Linked DNA regions of Capsicum annuum: region 1 is linked to region 2. A link is a contact called in public Hi-C data. All regions are on one chromosome and are shown on one strand. The core of a region is the stretch at or near the end of the contact, and the rest is flanking DNA. Distances in the headings are between cores, read along the strand shown.

What was found. A called contact is a pair of places that touch in the nucleus more often than the background predicts.
Region 1: a contact with region 2 is called in a Hi-C map of pericarp, with 2.2 times the contacts expected there. The contact joins two enhancer-like sites. A contact is called at or near these places in 2 of 5 Hi-C or Micro-C datasets (pericarp and placenta).

What each region holds. Positions count from the first base shown.
Region 1 is chr6:170,598,912-170,604,487 of UCD10Xv1.1, reverse strand. It overlaps the pseudogene LOC107874077. Among protein-coding and RNA genes, the nearest start is that of LOC107873015, 3.6 kb to the left of the region's middle. Within about 2 kb of position 4,282, at least 5 of the 5 cell types and tissues checked have an H3K27ac peak or open chromatin away from gene starts, as enhancers often do. A contact at or near this core is called in pericarp, where this site is marked.
Region 2 is chr6:170,498,545-170,503,900 of UCD10Xv1.1, reverse strand. No RefSeq gene overlaps it. Among protein-coding and RNA genes, the nearest start is that of LOC107873015, 100 kb to the left of the region's middle. Within about 2 kb of position 3,825, at least 1 of the 5 cell types and tissues checked has an H3K27ac peak or open chromatin away from gene starts, as enhancers often do. A contact at or near this core is called in pericarp, where this site is marked.

The DNA of each region.
Region 1 (5,576 bases), core at 3,033-5,532, 100 kb before region 2:
AGCTTCATTTAGTTGCTCCTAATAAAAAAAATGATATTTTAATTATTCAAATCTTAGCTCGTAATTGTGTATTTAATTTTTTGTTTGAATCTAATCATTTAGATCTTAGTAGATGTACTACTTTCATACTTTCTTTTTGACACGAATATTACAATTGCAAGATTCTTCATCCAACCATTTTAAATTTATAACTTTTATCTATTTTATCCTTGTTATTAAATATTATTTATAATTTAATACTTAAATGACTTATAATAACTATTTAGAAGCAATATAATAAAACTACTCTAAAAAAATATTTGTGAAAAAAATTTAAATAGACCTTATATGAGTCGTCAAACTATTTTAACATTAATGGTTAACTAATTAGAAGTGATATCGTAAAATCTATAATATATTAAAAGTGTGAACGCCTTTAGAAAAATTATTTGAATTTTATATCCTTCGTTAAAAAACTCTTCTTTAGACAAAACTGTCTTTTCACTATTTTTTAAATTTATTATTTAATTATTTATTATTATATTAAGTAGACTTTCTTGGGACATACTTCTAAAATAGGACTCTACTAAGGAAATACTTCTATAAATATTGAGATATACGTTAAATTAGAGAACAAACCGATTTGTATATTGAGAGAATATGATTGATGCGCATCTAACTTGATTCAATTACATATACTTGATTTTCTAGCCCTCAACTTCTTCACTATTTTTGTCAACATAATAGAATTCAACATATATGTATATATATATCTTCTTTGTTTTCATTCAAAATCATTCTTTAGTTTCAAAATTTTTACTCAGACAAAAATTAGTTGGATCAAAATCGAAGCTTTGTGATCACTATTATATTTTTTTTATAGTTTACAGGTTGTAGATGAATGTCGGTTGGCTTTGAAGAATTTCTTTTGTATAAGTTAGGTTTAATTGTATTGTTTTGATATCTTTACTATCTTATTGTTTTATTTTAATTTACACATGTTAGATGAATGTGGGTCAGTTTTGAAATTTTTTTTAGGCAAAGGTTAGGTTTAATTGTATTATCGTAATATCTCTATTAGTTTGTTATTTTGTGGTAGTTTACAGTTCGTAGATGAATCTCTATCGGCTTTGAGAAATTTTTGTATGTAAAATTTTAAGTTTAATTGTATTATTTTGATATCACTTTTATCGTATTATTTTGTTGTAGTTTACACGTGATACATAAATGTTTGTTGGCTTTGAGGATTTTTTGTATGTAAAGGTTAAGTTTAGTTGTATTATTTTGATATCTCTATTATCGTATTATTTTGTTATTGTTTAATGTGGTAGATGAGTATTGACGACTTTGAGAAAATTTTTGTGTGTAAAGATTAGATTTAATTGTATTATTTTGATGTTCTATCATTGTATTGTTTTGTTGCAATTTATAGATGAATGTCGATCGATTTTTAAAAATATTTTTGGTAAAGATTAGGTTTAATAAATAAATTCTCTCTCTTTACATACTCAAAAGATACTAAATTTAATTATCATATTCATCTTTGTTATTTAAATAAATATCCTATTTAATGTAATGTTTGAACTCAATAAAATGAGGTACACGCGCAAGGCGCGTACATCTAAACTAGTTATTATAAAAGTACATGTGAAAAAAATTTAAGTGGACCCTATATAAGCCATCAAGTTAATTTAAAAAAATAAGAGTAAACCTATAATTTTGCGTCTATTTTAACTTTTTAAATAAAATATTATCAATTTTTTAATGCTTAGATGATCTATAATAATTAATTAGGGGTGATATAATAAAATCACAATTGAAGCATCTGAAGCGAACATGTCATAAATATCTATTGTACTTTTCTTAATTAAGTATTATTAAATTTTTAATACGTAAATGACGTGTAATAATTAATTAGAGATGATATAGAAAAATTATGGTTGAAGCAGCTGAAGCAAAATATCTATTTTACCTTTTTAATTAAATATTATTAATTTTTAATACGTAAATGACTTATAATAATTAATTAAAAATAATATAGTAAAATCACGATTCAAATAGCTGAAGCAGACATGTCGTCCACAAGCTGCCTGCTTCAGCAGCTTCATTGCCGCTTATATATTAGTAATAGATAGGAGGCTAATAAGGCCAACTTTACAACGACTGTTTAAAATATATTTGAAATAATTATGATCAAAGACATGTATATTGATATAGAGGAAGTATTATATTACTGTTTCAGAGGAAGTATTATATTACTGTTTTTTTTCATCTGTAGGCTTCTTCTGACTCGCTTACATGAGTATGGTGAGTGAAAATTTTTCTTCCTTATTGCCTTTCTTTTTGAAAAAAGAAATACTAAACTCAACCAATATATTTTTATTTTCTTGCCTAGTCTGTGTGCTTGAACATATAAAAAAGTAGATTTTTCAAAATGCCTTAGTTATTTTAGTTTTACGAATACACTTAATTTATTTATGCATTACTAAAGTCATTCAACATATTGATTTTTTCTTACAAAAATCACTTCAACCTTCCAACTCCGAGAATATAATTTGGCATAACTTTTAAAACAATTATTGAATAGTATCGGGATTCGGTCATCATATTTGTGATGATTGAAAGGGTAAAGCGACGTCTTAAGATAAAACTCATAAATTGACTGAATTTATTAATAAAAATTAAATTAAGTGAGCTTACTTAGTAATTTCATATGATTGTCCTGAAAATCTACTCTCTATAAAATCGTATAATAAAAGAATATTTTATAAGTTAAAATCAAATATAAGGTTGCAAGTGCAAAATGACACAAGGTAGCTACTTCTTGTACCCCTATCTACAGAGAGAAGTAAACTTTTAAGTGAAATGTTGTTGCTGCTTAAAATTTCAGGTCTGAAGTTGGACTCTATCGAAGTCTAAATTCATAATTAAGTTTTGAAGTTTAAAAAATTAAGTTTAAATTCAGATCCTAAATTCAAACTTTAGCTTTGAGGTCCGAAGTCAGGCTAAAAATTGTGTTTGGTATGAAGTAGTAGAACTTTTTTCTTAAAAGAAGGAAGTCATTTTCCGTAAACTTGAAGAAGCTAAGTTCATTTGGAAAATATTTTCTAAAACACTAGCAAACCTGAGAAAATTGAAAAACTTTGTCTCAAAAATGTTTTCCTCCATACCAAACACACTTTATAGAGTACCCAACTTCAGACCAGCCTAAACAAAATCTATAGTTAATTGGATGCAATTAAAACTTCGTAATTTGACTATTTTTTAAATAGATGGATTTCTGCATTTCATCCTTTGCAGTATATAAGACTTATCTCGAAATTTGTCCAATCTTTATCATGAAAGGTTCTTTGCAAGGATCACCAGAAAATGTTGAAAAAAAATACAAGTACAAGAAAAAGAAAAGGACATCACATTGATAAAGTTGATGCTGTGCAGATGAGCAGAGAACATAGTCGTGATTTGAAATTTCACAGCCCATTAGAGAAAAATTATTGGGGCATTACCAATTTGATATACAATTCAGCTGCTGATTCCAAAATTGAGATACCATCACCTAATTATCCTATTTTAATTAGAACAAATGAACAAGATCTTGTAGTAAATAACATCAGCTTAGCAATGCCATTGTCCCAAGCTGTGGAATTCATAATAAGCTTGCTAAGATTTTCAGATAATTGCTTCAATAAAAATTATTTCGATTTCTTTTGATCAAAGACTCTTGCTCCCGCAATCTTGACAACAGGGTGATCCTTTGGTTGGATAAGCTTCAAAGCTGTATGAACCCTCAGATCACCCCATTACCAACTTTTGGTTAACATCCAACTCACTCAAGTCAACGTCAATGTAGGGGGGGATGAAATCCGCTGGGCACAGAAACTTTACTGTTCTCTTGATGATATTCAAATATGACCCTGCCAAATTGGTTAACCAATGATTATTAAAAATAAATAAATAAAAACAAAAGTGCAAGCAAATAGGGAATGGATATGGCCTCACATATTATTTGTGTTTCCTTTCATCATTTTATCATTCAGCAAGGATTCTCTCTTTCTGAATGACCATCAATTCTAAGAGAAGCACTAATTATGTAGCTCACTAAGGTTCAGATATCATATATTTTTTGAAAGACCAGATGCCCTACACCCCACAAACAGATCATCGACTCATGTTTTTAAGCACCACTGTGAGAGAAATTTATCAATTGGACTAACGTTATTTAAAATTAAAAAGATGTGTGGTAATGATTAGATACACACTTTACGCTTTATTCCTCCTTTTAGCTGCTCCAATCTCTAGAAGTACCTTTTTTGGTTGGATGGGAGAAAGGCAAGTTAAAGTCCGTGGGTCTTAGTCATACATTGACGTTGCAATGACTGCAAATAATTTATAATAAAAGCAGCGAGTTGTGCTCATTAAACAAGTTTTATGTTTCGTATATGCCATTAACAGAATATTTTTATTTACATGCAAAACCAATTTGATTGTGGTTTTCCTTGGAGAAGGCAAAGTATTTTATAAATGATTAGCACTAAGAAATGCATCAATAAGGGTTGTGATGGAGTGGTAAGTACTTTTTCATCCTAAATTAGAATTTTCGAGTTCGAGTACCCTGGGCATGGAGTTGCCTTTGTTAAGGAGAGTTTTATCCCCCAATGTGGGACTTTCTTTTGCAAATTCGAATTTAATCAGGCTCCAATGTGGGTACCGGACACCGAGTGGAACCCCCACCGCTCCACAAAAAAAGCTCTAAGAAATGCTTTCAAAATCTGTACATGTGCAGCAAAATCGAAACTTCGCAAAAATCTACCTTTCGGGACCGGTAGTGATTCTCTCACATCTAGAATAAATTCATCCTCATCCAATTGTTTCATTTACACCAAAAACAAAATAAAGCTATACATTTGGATTTTATCTTCTGAATGTTGTTCTCCATGTGTTGAAAACATCTTCTAATCTCTCTCCATCCAAACAGTTCAACAAATAGCAGCTGGTGCAGTGTTCCATTTTGATTGTCCTTTTTTCTTTAAAATCGGTAACTTGTTCCATTTTTGGTTGTCTGGTTGACATAATATATGCCTGCATGTACTAATAGGTAAGATTTTAGAATACTTTAACCCAACCTCTTCCTCTTTAGAATTCATTGTGTTTCTTCTAAGCCATCATGGAATTTACAGTTGATGGACCCTAAGTGGAATGCTGGGACCTAACTATATTATTAGAAGATGGCTACAAAGGTCTTTTCCAGAGAGGAAGAGGTGACTGAACCATAAATGATAGTGCTGGAGATCGACCTACCCCTATGGCTTTATTATGGATTTTCACCAAAATTTTTGGTACATCTTTAGAAATGGGATGCTCTAAACTTCTACCAATTCTTTGAAAAGAAGATTTGAGAAGAGCTTCACTGTGCTTAACGAAAGGCATAGCTGAACTAAGAGAATTCAAGCCAATCTACTTGGTATGAAGTAACTACAAAGGTTTTCAAAATCACTCGCTGAAAGACTAAAAGAGTGCAATAGTTGAATTAATTTAAAGGAACATCAAATGAATGCCTTGATCATCAATTATGCAAGGAGAGCCAGGAGGTCTAAGAA
Region 2 (5,356 bases), core at 2,576-5,075:
TTGTGCGCTTAGCTTTAAAGTTAAGTCTTTTATCATGTTCATTAGTAATATGTTGCCTCAAACACGAGGGCTTTAATGTATCCTTTTTAACTCCATAATTTGTGTATTTGTACGAGGTTGTTTGTTGAGTTCCAAAGTTAATCGTCTTTTATCGTGTTCGTTAGTGGGATTTTGCTTTTATGATTAGAGGTTTGTGTGTTGCTTCAAAGATGACGAATTTAATGTGTTCTTTTTAACTCCATAAATTATGTATTTTCATAAAGTTGTTTGTTATGCTTCAAAGTTAATGATTTTTTATCATGTTTATTAGTGGTATTTTGTGTAGACGCGTGATTTTTGATCCTTTCGAATTTTGACCTATTTTTAACATTAAATATTTATTTATGTCAAAATATTATCTTTAGTTCTTATTTCATTTTTAGTAAATTTCATTTGAAAAATTGTGAAAAACATTCAAAAAATAAAGTTACATTTTAAGATATTTTTATTATTTATTTTAAAAATAATACGAAAATTTTTCAAAAATATATATTTTTTAATTTTGATTTTGATAAATAAGTTAGTTATATTTTATTTTAAGTTAGTTATATTTTTATTAAATATAAAAAAATTAATTAGTTAATATTCTTTTACTATTATTATTTATTTTATATATACTTTATTTATTTATAAAAAAAAAAAAAAGAAGAGATCATTATCCTAAAAAAAAAAAATTCAAAATTTGAATTCTAAACTGCCCAAACTACTCCCCCAAAATCCTCCTATTTAAGGACTTTCCACCCAAAACAAAAAAAATAAAAATAAAAACCTTTCCACCCAAAACAAAAAAAATAAAAATAAAAACCTGAACAGAGAAAAAAAAAAGAGAGAAAAAAATGTGGCAAAAAGAAGAAAACAGAGAAAAAAGAAGGTTAGAGAAAAAGAATTTAGAGAAGATTAGAAACAAATAAGACAAAGGGAAGAAAAGAAATGGCGAGTTTGAGTTCGGGCCTTTGTTCGAGTTTTCAGTGGCGGCATTCTTATTTTTGTAATTAATATAGTTTGTCCTACAGATTTTTATTTAATCCCTATACTATTATTTTTATAAGTTTCATGATGAATAAAAAAAATATTTTAAATAATTTCATGCACTGTTTAGTATATAAAATCTCTTTTATTGTTGTTTGTTATTTACTTGTGACTATTTTTTATATTGTGTAATCGATGTGGTATTCGTAATTAACTAAGTGTGTTCATGTTAGGTGACATATTTTCGTTTGAATATATTTCTCAACATAAATGTCCATATTTAGTTATTTAATCAAATTGAAGAAGTTAAGGATTTATATATTGTGTATTTTGTTTGACCTTCTAGTTACTAATGATAAAAAGAAAAGATAAGTTATTCACTTCGTTTTAATTTACTTATTCTTATTATTATTCATGGTTATTTTTAATGTGTTTTTCTCAAAATATATTAGTTCTTAAATAGTGCTATGGTGACACTGCTATTCTGTTTATTAATTTAATTTTTTTTATATAAAAAAGAAAAGGTGTGCTGATATAGAAAGTAGATATAGGAGGACGGAATAATGGTTTGCAAGTTGAAGTTATGGGAATAGGAATTAGGTAAAATGAAACTTTTACTTTCTATCATGTAGTACTGTAGGGTAGGGTCAAAATCCTTTCTAGGGTTTTGCTAAAATGGCTAGGATTGTCTTGTTTCTGTGTAGATTAAGGTGGTGTTCTGTTAATAGTCAATTTTATTTAATGTTTTTTTTTTTAAAAATAATTAAGCGAAGTACAAAAACAAAATTGAGACGCACAATTTTTCTGCTATAAGTTTCAATGAATAATGGGTGACGAACAGTTAGCAACAGGAAAGGTGCATGGAAAATGGTTGTGGTTGAAATGTTGGTTATCTTAGTATTTCTTATCTTTCAATTTGCTTAGTCACTATGTGTTTTCACTATGTAATTTCTTTTGGTCTGAGATGGAAATGATTTATAGAGATTTCTTGAAAAATGATTCATGTAAATTATATACATCCACCATTAAAATTTACTTGGTATTTCTTATTTTTGAAGTCAACTTCTGACTTCTAAAAGATTCCGAAAAATGACATTACATATAATGGTTTAGTTTTCTCTATCGGATAACATGACTAAATTTTTTTTTTTTTGCTTGTAATCTGTCTGACTAAAATGATAAGCATAAAGTGATAAGAGTTATAATAAATAAACATACCATTTGAAGTCGATATAATTGAGTTGGGTAGACTTTTAAACATGTTAGGTGCTTACTTAGACTTGAAAAAATGGGATACGAATTTAATCTAAATTCTATCGCATAAAGAAAAAGAAAAGAGAGGAAAGACCCATTTGTGAGGAAGTGAGACGAGTTGTGGAATAATTCAAAACTCGTTACAAAATAAAGAGTAAAAAGGAAGAAAATGGATTAGAAAATTGTCTCAAGTTTGTGTGAGATGAAACAAATGTTTTTAACGCTAGACGAGCTTTAGACACGTTTAAAATAGTCTTCTTAATTAAGAATGCGGCATACAGATACAATAATGCACTTTGACAAATATTTTCTAAAATTAACTTTTCACCGACTTATTTAACATAAGATAATAGACAAGTTTTTGATATAATTAAAAATGAGCGATTTTATGCCTTAACATATTTTATTAAAATAATTTAAGTCAAGATAAGTCAATAAAAGCGACCGTGCTAGAACCACGGGACTCGAAGGGTGCCTCACATCTTCCCTTCGGTTAACAGAATTTCTTACCCAGTCTTCTGTTTTCACAGACCAAAATAAAAGAGTCATTTTCTTTTGACTAGGGATTCATAAGGTGACTTGGAACACCATAATTCAATTCCAAATGACGACTCTGAAAATAAATAAAATAATCCCTATTCAATATCGTTACTTTAATTAGAAAAATAAGCAAAATTGTGTGTTTTGTTTAGTTAGTCTTTATATAATGTTGATTCACATGTTGCTTTAAAGATGGGAGCTTTAATGTGTCTTTCTCACCTCTGTTATTTATGTATTTATTTAAAGTTATGTTTTACGTTTCGTTTTTATTCTGTGACAAAAATACATGAGAATAACGAGAATTATCCTCTTTTTACATATATTTTATGTTGTGTACTTATGTAGTAAGAAAATCATATGCTTGTCGATTTAATTGGTTGTATCTTTGCGTTCTTTAAAACTTGTATGGGTTGTTTAGAATAGTTTTGAATAGATCAATTTAGGATGTTCAAAGAAAAATACATGGAAATTTGAACTATATTTTCCCCTCAGCATTTTTGTTAGAGAATCAATAGTGTTCTCATTAATTTTTTGTGCTCAAACCCTTGAGCAAGCCGCAGTTATCGTTTTTCATATAACGTATTTAGACTTAAATAAATAAAAGTTATAACAGTATGCTGACTCCCCCCCCCCCCCCCCCCCCCTACTTTCTTAAATTGCTACTCTAAGAGGTATATATTTTCTGAATATGTATTAGCTGAGTCAAATTATTTTTCAGTGAAATGTCATATTCAAATTTGATAACGTTTGGTTGGTTTATAATTAAATTATGAAAAGGAGCTTGTAAAAGGACTAATCAATTTCATAGTAACTGAATTTAAGGTTATCACTTTAATAATGTTAGGTGACTTTCATGTAATCTTTTTCTGGTTGCAGTCTTTCATTTAATTTGTACACACTTACAGATCGTGGGAAATTTTTAACTTAGAGAATTTTTAGTTTTGTATTGTTAAGTGTTGTGGTGGCTGGTAGTTATTTAGTTTTCACAAAAAACGGCTGCTCTTAGGATTGGTCTTTGTACAAGCTACTGTTTCTTTTATGATATCATACACTATATAGACGTTCAAGATTGATGTAACATAACTTCCTCATTGTCACATTCGTAAACAGTAGAAGTTTAAGATTGATGTAAAATAACTGTGTTTGATTCTTTGACAATATCGAAAAGGTTTGATTCCTATAGAAAAACTTTAACGTAGTAACAATAATTGATTAGTAAAGCTGTCCAATTGAATTATATCTTTACTGAAAATGATGATGTACTTTATAAAACTTCTTTTTTTTCTTATTCTGCTTTTTGAGACCACAAAAAGTCACATTACATTTTTTTAAAAAATATGTTCATCAAAATACTAATCCTTCTCAATTTTATTATGCAACAGGTTCCATCTCAAGCTAAGAATGCACAACTTTTTACTATCTATATTATCTATATAAATAAAATGTACATAATCTCTTATAAAATTTGACTTCGTAATATATACTATTAAGTAAATAATTTGTTCTATACATTAATGCATTGCATCTAATTTTTCTTTACATGCATCATGTTGGGTCCGTGTTCACCCCTAATTACATATAGAAGTAAAAGAAAATCTAATTATTAATTTCATTATATGAGTTTTTAAACATCAGATTCATAGGGTAATATGTATAAATTTTATTTTCTAGAATCCTAAACCAATCATATATAAAAAATAAATGAGGAGCAACATTTTTTATAAAGGAAGTCAATATTACACATTTTAATTAAACTTATTTTCTATTTTTCCCCACGTCTAACTATTTTGTTTGTGTTTCCAAAAAAAGACAGAGATCTTGTTGTTTTCTGGTTATGTACTTCCTCAATTCACTTTTATTTGTCACAAATTTCCTAATTGTATTGCTCTTTTACTTGTTATTTTTGATATATCAAGAATTTTTTTTTTTTACCCTTAATATTAATTATTTTTTCTTCAAATTAAAATATAAAAATCATTTAATAGGGTTACTATGATAAAGTAAATATCTTATTAATTATTTTTCGTCAAGTTAAGTTGTGATAAATAAAATGAAATGGAGGAGTATTCAAAACTTTACCTTGAAACTTTGTATCTTGATCGATGCAGAATTTAATTTCATCTTTTAGTGCTTTTATAATGACGCGACAATTATTTGAGTAAAAGCTAAATGTTTGATATAAAGGTAGTATATTTATTTTTGAAGTCCTTTTTCTTAAATGAAGTAAATTCTAATTGATCCGGTATTATTAAATGTTATGATTTCTTAGTTAGATCAAATAAGGACTTTAATTAATTATAAAATTTCACACATTATAATAACACTTCAAAGATTTTTTTTTTTTTAAAATAAAATATATTGTAGAATCTTTAATGAAGGACAAAAATTTCAATTTGAAACTTAATAAATATAAGAAATCCGACAAATTCTATTGGTGTATGACAAAGTTCAATTGTTTGTTCATAATCTGGTTTATTACTATTTTTTTAATTTATGCATCTAAACATAAAAAATTAACATAATTGTGTAGCAACACCAAAAAAATAAATAAAAA